2 separate regions of the Mus musculus genome follow, and region 1 is linked to region 2. A link is a contact called in public HiChIP or PLAC-seq data. All regions are on one chromosome and are shown on one strand. Each heading gives the region's core, a stretch centred on a gene start, on an enhancer-like site or on the middle of the called end of the contact. The rest is flanking DNA. Distances are from core to core; before and after follow the strand shown.

Region 1 (5,386 bases), core at 1,134-3,633, 530 kb before region 2:
TTATAGCATATCATTTAATAATATATGATATCTTCATTGTTTTATATATCATGTCATATTATATCATCATATATATCATGTCATATACTATTTCATATTGTTGTATAATATCACACTATATTTTGATATGTATCATCATGTATCACCTCATTAGATTGTATACTATCCTATTCTGTCCTGTATCATCATGTCATATCATAGCATCATGTCATATTATATTACTATATATTATACTATTTCATATTATTATAATATCACATTATATTATATCATATATCACATACCATCACATATATCACCATATGTCACCATATTATTATCATCATGCCACATATAAAATCTATATATATATAATCATAAATATCATCACACAATATTATATATCATCATGTCATATTATCATATTACATCCCATTATACCATGCCATCACAACTTCAATTATGTAATAGCTTCATCATGTAACATGTATCATCATGCCATGTTATATTATCGCCCATATATATCATCTATATGCATATCATATCATTTCATATCACACACTCATCATATATCACATCATGCCTTATAATCATACCATATCTTCATATCATATCATAGATTCATATATTTCCATATTATCATATCATCACATCATGTCACACCATCATTGCATACCATATTACATCATGTGATATCAGTATATATCTTCATAGTTCATATTCAGTCATATAGTTCAATCATCTGTAAACCTATCTTCATATCATAAGATTTCTTCTATTTGAAATCTCTTGTTTCTCACTTCTTTACTGATTGCTTCTTGTTCAAAATGGAGACTCTGAAAGCAGGGACTTTGACTTTTTTGTCATCAGGGCCTGGAAATTTGTTTCTGATAAACAGGATAATAAATGTATTTGTTACTCTCTCGTCACTGAGATAAATATTTCTACAAAATGACTTAAGGAGGAAGCCCTCCCTGAATGTCTTTGGCTGATGTTTCACAGACACAGTCCACTGTGGTGGGAACAGTGTGGTGACATGTGTCTAGCTGTGACCACAGGAGCCCGAGGTGGTTGTTCCCTTGCACCCACAGACAGGAAGCAGGGAGCCATGAATGCTGGTGCTTAGCTCATTCGTTTTTATTCAGGTGGAGACCCCAGCTGTTGGGCCAGAGCCACCTTAGGCAGGGTGGTTCTTCCTTCCTTGGTCAAATGTCTCTGGAAACACCCTCATGGATACATCCAAGAGCACTGCTAGGTGTTTCTAAATCTTGCTAACAATGTGATGGTAACCATTGAATGGGTGCACATTGATTTATCATAGTCTGTGGACTCGGGAGACATTGCCTTGGCTAGTTTCAAAAGGCAATATGACAACAGATTTGTGTTTAAAGATCAAATTAACTTGTGTGTGATTCTAGGGTTAGGCACCTCACACCCCCCACTCCACACACAGTATAAAACAGAATAACTTCCTATGACCTAGTGAAGGTTGGGGTTTCACAGACAGAAAGGGGCTGAGGAGGGCAGAGGCGGGACACTGAGCTGGCCAGCTATTTGAAAGTTCCTTTCTGTATAACGGGAAAGCAGAGAGACATCCACAGCATGGCAGGGTTGGCTCCATCTCTCTTGGAAACTGGCCTGTTTCTGAACCCAGTCAATACATCCTTCTGATTAGGTCAGGTGTCCTGAGACATCAGGCAGTCTACAAGTGTGGCTTCCCATGAAGTTCAGCCATTGCGGGGACCCGTGTGAAACTTTACAGCTCAGATACACAATCATTTTGGCTTTGGCTTTCTTTAAAAATACACAGCAACACTGAGATTTGGCACAGCTCAGACATTTAAGAATATAATGTTTAAGGGAATAGAGAATAATATATATGTAAAACATGGCACAGCCTGGGCAGACATATAGTTATAAAGCCTTTTGATGCATTTGTGAAGTGGTAAACACATTTCTTATAAATGCAAATATCAAGTGTAGTTTGCATGTGTGAAACACCTGTTTCTAAAGTATTTTCAAAGTACCATTAGCTCAGCCTGTCTGTCATCCAAAATCTTCATCATGTATGCACTGGATACATACGTGGTAAGAAGACAGCAGACCTACTCACTCAGCCCTTCCCTCCCTGTGAGCAGTAAGCGCTTGCTGGGTGCTGAGGAAGGTTAAGGCGACAGGGATCTGTAGATGTGCCTGGTTAGACATTGTTCCTCAGTTCACCCATTCCTGTAAGCACATGGCAGAAGGCTTCCAGCCTGTGATATTTGCAGCTCGATGCAGGGAAACAAATGCACACACATCCCCGTGGTTCTGCATTCTTTTGTGTGACCATAACCAACCTCACTCTATTTTTAAACATCTAATGTTTGCAGTCATCTCTAACGTGAAGGAAGAAAGTAAACAGCTAGGAGTGGACCTTCTGAGTCATGACGAATGCTGTCCTGTGATGTTGTTAGCACACCAGCAACGCCAGAGAACGCCTTTCTCCTTAGCATTGTGTTTGGAGTTTGTTGATCTTAAAAATATTGCTAGAGTTTTAATGCACTTTTTCTCTGCCATGTGTGAGGAAAAGAACTTTTCCATATGATTGAGCCACCAGTATTTCCTTTGCTATGAAAGGTCATATCCGGTAATTTGAGTTCAACCGTTACATAGTAAGAAGTGAGCTCTTTGACTATTTGGTAGCTAGTTTTCTTACATTTTCTTTGAAATAATTTATTTTTTTAGCATAAGGAATACATATTCACATATTGCACATTATATTATATACTATATGTTATATAGAATGTGTTATAATGTAGGTAATAATAACAGGGCTTCTTAGTTTGTGTCGGTGTTTGCACACATTCCTGTGTGTGCAGTTGTGTTTAGGGCAACCCTTCTTTTAGAGAGGTTCTCCATGGGTCTGGGATCTTCCAAGTAGGTTAGTGAGTCCTGGGTTCTCCATCTGTGTCCCTAGTGCTGGGTTTCAAGTGCACGCTGTCACGCTTGGCTTGTTCTGGACTGTGGAGCTCGGCTACTCGCCCTATGAAGCATGCGTTTTACTAAGCCGTTAGCCCAAACTGATTTCTTTTTAAAGTTCAATTCCATTTTCAGAATAGCGTCTGTCGTTCTGCGGTGTTGTTCCATCCTCAGAGGATTTTCATAGTTTTGGTTTTTCCGTATCTTTCTGGTGTTACTGTTAAAAGCCTTGAGCTCTGTGGAAGTAAGTGTGGTGGCCCATGTCTGCAACCTCTGCACTCAGCAGACTGGGGCCATAAAGACTGTGAGTTCCTCCTGGTCACAGAGAGTGAGATAAAGAAAGGGGAAGAGATGGGAGGGAGAGGTGGAGGGAACAAGAGAATGGGAGGGTAGGGGAGTCTGACTTCGAGACATCTAGTATACACTTACTTACAGGTTGTGTGGCATGGACTCAGTGTTATCTTTCCAGATGACTAGTCAGGCCTTCCTCTCCTGTTCTTGGGTGACCGTAAGAAGCAGGTGCTTTGTTCAGGTAGAGGATTGCAGGAGCATCCATGTGGTAGAGTTGGAGTGTCACACAGGCAGCATGTATCCGTGCTTTCAATGTTCTTCCTATTTAAAATCTCTACTGGGTTGGGGAAATAGCTCAGTCAGTGGAGCACCCACAAGGGGACCTGAGCTCAATCTGTACAGCCATATGAAGAGCCTTGACATTGTGCCATGTGCCTCTAATTCCAGTCCTGTCAAGGCAGAGATAGGAGGATCCCTGGGGCTTACTGGCCCAATTCCAGGCTAGTGAGAGAGGTGGGGTCAGTAAATACAGGCAAAGTTGTCGTTTGGTCTCCATACAGGCATGTGCACACACATGCACCCTTGCACACACACACACACACACACACACATACACACACACAGAGGCACACACAGGCACACACACACACAAAGGCACACACACACACACATACAAACAGAGGCACACACAGCTACATACACACACACACACACACACACACACAGCTACACACACACAGTGAGTGCTCCACTGTCTGAGCTATTTCCCCAACCCAGTAGAGATTTTAAATAGGAAGAACATTGAAAACACAGAGGTGCACACAGCCACACAAACACACACAGCCACACATACACAAGAGGCACACACAGACACACACACACACACACACACACACACACACACACACAGGCACACATACACACAGAGGCACACACACACAGAGGCACACATAGCTACACACACACACAGCCACACACACATATACAGAGACACACACAGGCAGGCGCACACACACACACTCACACACACTCACTCACATGCACGCACACAGGCATGAATCCTGTGTGCGGATTTATTCTGAGGACTTTGCGCTGGAGAGCAGGTGCAGCTCCCGCCCACGTCTTCCTCCTCCAGCTCCAGCTGTTCTGGTTCTGATGGGCTGACACCCAAGCACATTTTCTAATTAATGCTCCTCTCCCTGCTGCCTCTCCCCATACCTGTCAGTGTGTATATCTAAGCACTTTTCCATGGCACCTCTCACAGAGCTGTATGTGTTTTCAGAAGGTTCGGTCTGGCAGATACCATCAGTGACTCCAGCTAGTTAAAAACGTTCACAGAACACACAATTTTTAATGAATTATAATTAGAAATAGATTCAGATTACATCCTAAAGCCCCTGAAGAGACTTGTCATATCCAGGAAAATTTTAGGATTTATAAGCCTAATTAGGAGGTTAGCCTTGTAATAAAAATACCCGTGAATAAAGGTGGCTCATTTCTGAGAAGTCATCTTCTCTAGGCAAAGGTCCCCCAAAGCAAAGTGCCTGGGCATTGGCCTCTTTCCCACTCATTTGTTAGGGACTTGGATGTCTGTCCTCTGGTGACACATTCTTAACAAGGCAGTTGTTCTAACTTAGGGACGAAAAAGGAACACGTCTTTGTAGGAAATTTAATATGACCCGTATTACATGTGGCAGGCATGAGGAATGACTGGGCATAGCAGGCTCATTAGCTGAGTGTTGTTGTTAACCATGGGGATTTACCCTGCTCTGTATATACTGCATATACCACAGAGCCCAGATTGTTCCAGCTTGATGGAATTTAACTTGGTTTGGATCACAGTGCTGACTTGAAAACATTGTTTTCCCAGTCAGTGCTCCTGTGCATGAGGCAAAACAAATGCTTTTCCTAATCTCAGGGTTCCTTTCTGACCCCCACCCCTGGTGCCTTTTAACCAACCAACTCAGCACTTTTCATTTTGATTTCAAACTAATATCTGTATTGACAGAGCAGAGAATCTGCCTCAGGCTATGTTTGTAGAGGTTTTTTTTTTTAAATTTAATTTGTTTGCTGTTGTCTTGTTTTGCTGAGAAGTGAACCAAACACTTCATGTGTGATGGGCATGTGTCCTACCGTGAGCTGCACTTCTAGCCCT
Region 2 (5,511 bases), core at 2,209-4,708:
CATTACCAGAGGCACGGGATATCACCACTAAACCCTCCATCCATAGGTTTCTTGCACGACAGCTGTGGAGGGTAGGAGACTGAGCCCTCCCTTCTCACTAACGTCCTCTATAGGATGGTCTGGGGAAGGCCTGCAGCCCCATTCAGAACAGAGGGAAAGACAATCTGTAAAATGTATGCTCTTTTACCAGATCTGTCTTTTCATAGAAATTACATGCTTCAAGAGCTGGAGATGGCTCAGTGGCAAAGAGTGCAAACTGTTCTTGCAGAGGAACCAACTTCAGGTCCCAGTACTCATATCAGGCAACTTCCAACCACCTGCAATTATCGTTTTGGGGAATCCAACACCTGCTTCTGGCCCCTACAGGCACTGTACACATGTGGTACACATACATATACTTAGGCACACACAAATACATGTAAAATAAAAAGTAATATATCTCTTTTTTAAAAGAAAATATAGGACATGAAGTTTGTTATCACTGTTTCAAATGTAGAAACCTAACAAGCTGACTTGTGATAAAGTGAAAATTCTTCTCTATCATCACTCTCAGAAAGAAAAATTTCTTTAAAATTATGTCTTCATGGAGAAAACCTGATTTAATAGATATTCTGAATATAAGACAATAATATTAAAAAAACAGCCCTATGAAAACATAAACAGTGTTACAGTGAGTTGTGAGACTGCAAAGCTATTCTGTTGTCCATCAAAGGTAACAGTAAAATTAGATGCTTCTGCAGGGGCTGAAGAGGTGGCTCAGCGGTTAAAAGCAATGAATGTTCTTACAGAGGTTCTGAGTTCAATTCCCAGCCCCCACATGGTAGCTCACAACCATTTATAATGGGATCTGATGCCCTCTTCTGGTATGTCTGAAGACAGCTACAGTGTACTCACACATATAAAATAAATAAATCTTAAAAAACAAACAAACAAACAAAACCATGGATCCCACTTTGGGCCTGCCACTGGACCTTCTTTTCCTCAGGCTCCTCTCCATTTTCATCCCTGTAATTCTTTCAGACAGGAACAATTATGGGTCAGAGTTGTGACTGTGGGATGGCAACCCCATCTCTCACTTGATGCCCTGTCTTCCTGCTGGAGGTGAGCTCTATAAGTTCCCTCTCCCTACTGTCTGGCATTTCATCTAAGGTCCCTCCCCTTGAGTCCTGGGAGTCTCTCATCTTCCAGGTCTCTAGTACATTCTGGGGGGTCCCCCCAACCTATATCCTGAAGTTGCCTGTTTCCATTCTTTCGGCTGGCCCTCAGGGCTTCAGTCATTTTCCCTCACCCAACACCAGATCAGGTTCCCCTCTCCCCTCTACTTCCCCTTCCCCCTCCACTTTTCCTCCCAGGTCCTTCCCTCCCCACCTGTGATTGTTTTCTTCTCTCTCCCAAGTGGGACTGAGGCGTCCTCACTTGGGCACTTCAGCTTGTTGAGCTTTTTGAGTTCTGTGGACTGTATCTTGGGTATTTTTAACTTTATTTATTTGTTTATTTAGGCTAATATCCACTTATTAGTGAGTACATACCACACATGTTCTTTTGGCTCTGAGTTACCTCACTCAGGATGATATGTTCTAGTTCCATCCATTTGCCTGCAAACTCAGGATGTCCTCATTATTAATAGCTGAGTAGTATTCCATTGTGTAAATGAACCACATTTTCTATATCCATTCTTCTGTCATGGAACATCTGGATCCAGCTTCTGCTATCACAAATTAGGCCTCTAAGAACATAGTGAAACACGTGCCCCTGTGGCATGGTGGGCATCTTTTGGGTGTATTCTCAAGCTCAAGGGGAGGTCCCAGGCCTCACACTATTACTGAGGCTATGAAGCTCTCAAAAAAGGGACCTAGCATGACTGCTCTCTGAAAGAGCCAAAGGGCAGCTGAAAGCGTCAGATGCTGATATTTGTACCCAACCAATGGACAAAAGCAGCTGAGTCCTGTTGTTGAATTAGGAGAGGCTGAAAGAAGCTGAGGAGAAAGGCGATCCTGTAGGAGGACCAGCAGCCCCAATCTGGACCCCAGAGATCTCTCCAACACTGGACCACCAAACAGACAGCATACACAAGCTAATATGAGGCCCCCAATACACATACAGTAGAGGCCTTTGGGTCTGTGTTCATTCAGAGATGATGCACCTAACCCTCAAGAGACTGGAGGCCCCAGGGAGTTTAGAGGTCAGATGGGGTGGGGGGTGGGGGCCTCCATGTGGAGACAGGAGGAGTGGGGAGGAGGGGTGGGATGTGGAGTAATCAGAGGGTGGATGGGGGGATGGAATATGAAGTGTAAAAAAATGAATTTAAAAGAAAGGGGGGTTGCTTCTGCACCTGAAAGACACAGGGAGGCCATGCTCTCCACAGTGACTATGTCCTATGGTGGCTGCCAGGCAGGCTGGTGAGTGTACAGCTACACCCCAGCTCTGTGGAATGTATCAACAGGCAAAGCTGCATCTTATAAAGAAGGGGAGAAAGGTAAAAGTCAAAGGAATCTCAAGGTATTTAGTCAAGAATTACAGAAAACAGCAATAATGGAAAACTCTTCAGCAGCAAATTCCAGGTAAGCCATCTAATCCTCCCCTGCGTAACCTGAGGGATGCAAATAAACCCATCCCCAGTCGTTCAAATCCCCATGCACGTGCCCCACCCCCAGCAGGAAGCCTCAACCATAGCCCTGTGCACAGAGCCCACACTCTAGTCCTGCTGCCCAGGAGGCAGCTGTGGGCCGGACTCTGCGCTGTGATGTGATTACAGAGTCACTCGGCAGCTGCACTGCTGAGCAGGCTTCCCGGCCCGGCCTCAGTACACAGCAGGACTACGGACAGGACGCCACAGGCTTCGGTGAGCACACGGATGTGATCAGCGGCCCTGCTGCAATCACTGCCTCACTCTCAACACTTGTGGTACTAGGGTTTCCTCTAATGCAAAACACGTAGCAGGCTCTGCATGAGAACCGAACCAGCAAGGAAGGAGAACTGTAGACTTAGGAGCTCTACTAGAAGGTTCTGAGGCTATGCATTTTTTTCAGAAGATTAATTTAAATGAGACCTCTGAAGGTCATGTAATCACTAATGAATAAAGGGCTAAGGAATTTATGGCATGGTACTCTGATTGGTGTCCTTAAAGAGTTTACTCACCTGTAAAATATGAACAGCTCGCTTATAAGTGATTCACCTGCCACAAACAAGGTCAGGCTGCTTTTTCTCCTGAGACCAGTAAGTCATGTTTGAGAGACGGAGCCAAGATGATGGAGCAGGTATACCAAAAGCAACCTAATTCATAACTTGGTTGCGTGCACTAAAGGAGATTGCTGGGAGCTTTGCACTTAAAAGGCCTCTCAGGACGGTTCAGTGCCACCGAGGATGTCGCAGACAACTAAGGACAAAGCCACACGCCTTCCTAGCTGCACCCTGTGGCTCCTCTGCTCTCAGAGGCAGCAATGGGAAGTACAGGCAGGCAAACTTATTTGTCAATGCAAGCTTGGCTGGGCATCCTAACGCAGTGGCGTGGTGCCACCTAACACTGTAGTTCTTTAAATCAGCATGTTGCAAAGGACAGTCCCTGAGTCCCCACTGAACATAGCTACACACGCCTCCTGAAACTCCGAACGGTTTCTGAGGAACCGGCCAGACACACGGGCTGACCTAGCTTCTGACCCTCCCTGCAGGGCTCTTGAGCAGGGCCAGCCTTGTGAGGTAGTATGCCAGCCTTGTGAGGTAGTATGCCAGCCTTGTGAGGTAATATGCCAGCCTTGTGAGGTAGTATGCCAGCCTTGTGAGGTAGTATGCCAGCCTTGTGAGGTAGTACGCCAGCCTTGTGAGGTAGTATGCCAGCCTTGTGAGGTAGTATGCCAGCCTTGTGAGGTAGTATGCCAGCCTTGTGAGGTAGTACGCCAGCCTTGTGAGGTAGTATGCCAGCCTTGTGAGGTAGTATGCCAGCCTTGTGAGGTAGTAGGCCAGCCTTGTGAGGTAGTATGCCAGCCTTGTGAGGTAGTATGCCAGCCTTGTGAGGTAGTAGGCCAGCCTTGTGAGGTAGTAGGCCAGCCTTGTGAGGTAGTAGGCCAGCCTTGTGAGGTAGTAGGCCAGCCTTGTGAGGTAGTAGGCCAGCCTTGTGAGGTAGTAGGCCAGCAAGGCAGAACCACACTGCTATCCTGCGGGGCTAACGCAGGCTGAAAACACTCTCAGTGTTCTTAGAGTGGTGGTCAATTTCTACCTTAAAAATAATGAATTCCCCCACGTTAACTTACTGTCCTAAAAAAACAAGACACACAGGCTGTTCTCCTGACAGTGTTCTGTGGGCTCTTACCACTCTGTCCTCTGATCCCAGTCACTTGGAAGGGGTGGGTTTCTGTAGTTTCACCTAACACTTTGTGTCTTTGGAAAAGGAATTCAGTTGTTTCTTTAAAGACCACTTAATGGCCCAGAGTGCTCTTCTCACCCTCCTTCCCTGCTGCCCAGAGCTCCCTGCAACAGCACAGGAATTGCCTGTACAGTTAGTTACCAGTTTGGCATTTGGAAAACTGCCTAAAGTGAGGGCTAAAAATGCTGAAGGAGACCTGGAGAGTTAGTTTTAGAGAATAAAAACAAAACCCTGCCACACTTCTCCTTGGGAGAACGAATGAGCCCCTGGCTCCTTGAGAAGGGAACGCCTGGCAGCACCGAGCACTCCATTGCCTAATGCTTGGAGAATGTGAGGCGCGAGGGAGTCAGAGAAGCCTTGGCTACAGGACGAGAGCTGACGCAGTCCGTGTCTGCCACACTCACACTGTGCCCTTCACAGATGTCTCTGCATCTATTTATAGGACGTTTAGGGCCAGGCCAGTTACTGTCCGCCATATTACCATTCTCATAACAGACTCATACACAAACTATCTTTTTTATGAATAAAAGACACTCCCACCCCTCATCTCTCAACAAAACTCAACTCTTAAAAGTCTTAGTCACAAAATTACATGAAATAGTAAATAAGAAGTAGTACAATAAGAAATTGTAGCGCCCAGGTACAATACAAGATTGGAAAAAATATGTATGTCCCAATGACAGAAGAAAACGTGAGCCTCAGGCGCCTGTCTATGGCTAGCTCCAGCCGCAAGGCCACCCTTTCCAGAAGTCAGGGACTGACTAGAACTTCATAGTTGTTTCACAAATGTCATTGATTTCCTGGTTTTTAAAAAGGTATTAGTTTCGAATATTTACTGTGTGTGTGTGTGTGTGTGTGCACATGCGTGCTTGCGTGTGAGTGCACTCAAGTGTGTGTGTTTACATATGCCTTGGAGGGTGAGTGTAAGTCACAAGACAACTGACTGACAGCAGTTGGTTCTCTCCATCTAAAATATGAGTCCCGGGGATTGAACTTGGGTCTCCAGGCTTTGTGGCAAGCATCTTTGCTTACTGGGCCATCTCACCTGCCCCTGGTTATTTTTTAAACACTGTTATCATTGCAACACTAAGGTACAGTACTGCCTGTGTCCAATTGTTAAAGAAGAATAGCAGGCTCTAAAGCATCATGGG

The links. HiChIP or PLAC-seq counts read pairs in DNA pulled down with a chosen protein or histone mark.
Region 1: an HNF4G HiChIP or PLAC-seq map of pancreatic cancer cells shows a contact between it and region 2. The contact joins two enhancer-like sites. A contact is called at or near these places in 2 of 115 datasets of contacts at active chromatin or transcription factors (fibro-adipogenic progenitors and pancreatic cancer cells).

What each region holds. Positions count from the first base shown.
Region 1 is chr6:146,301,853-146,307,238 of GRCm38.p6, reverse strand. All of the region lies in intron 34 of Itpr2 (inositol 1,4,5-triphosphate receptor 2), which reads left to right. Among named protein-coding and RNA genes, the nearest start is that of Gm35596, 85 kb to the right of the region's middle. Within about 2 kb of position 2,383, at least 8 of the 459 cell types and tissues checked have an H3K27ac peak or open chromatin away from gene starts, as enhancers often do. A contact at or near this core is called in pancreatic cancer cells, where this site is marked.
Region 2 is chr6:145,768,063-145,773,573 of GRCm38.p6, reverse strand. All of the region lies in intron 1 of Rassf8 (Ras association (RalGDS/AF-6) domain family (N-terminal) member 8), which reads right to left. Among named protein-coding and RNA genes, the nearest start is that of Gm15704, 22 kb to the right of the region's middle. Within about 2 kb of position 3,458, at least 56 of the 459 cell types and tissues checked have an H3K27ac peak or open chromatin away from gene starts, as enhancers often do. A contact at or near this core is called in pancreatic cancer cells, where this site is marked.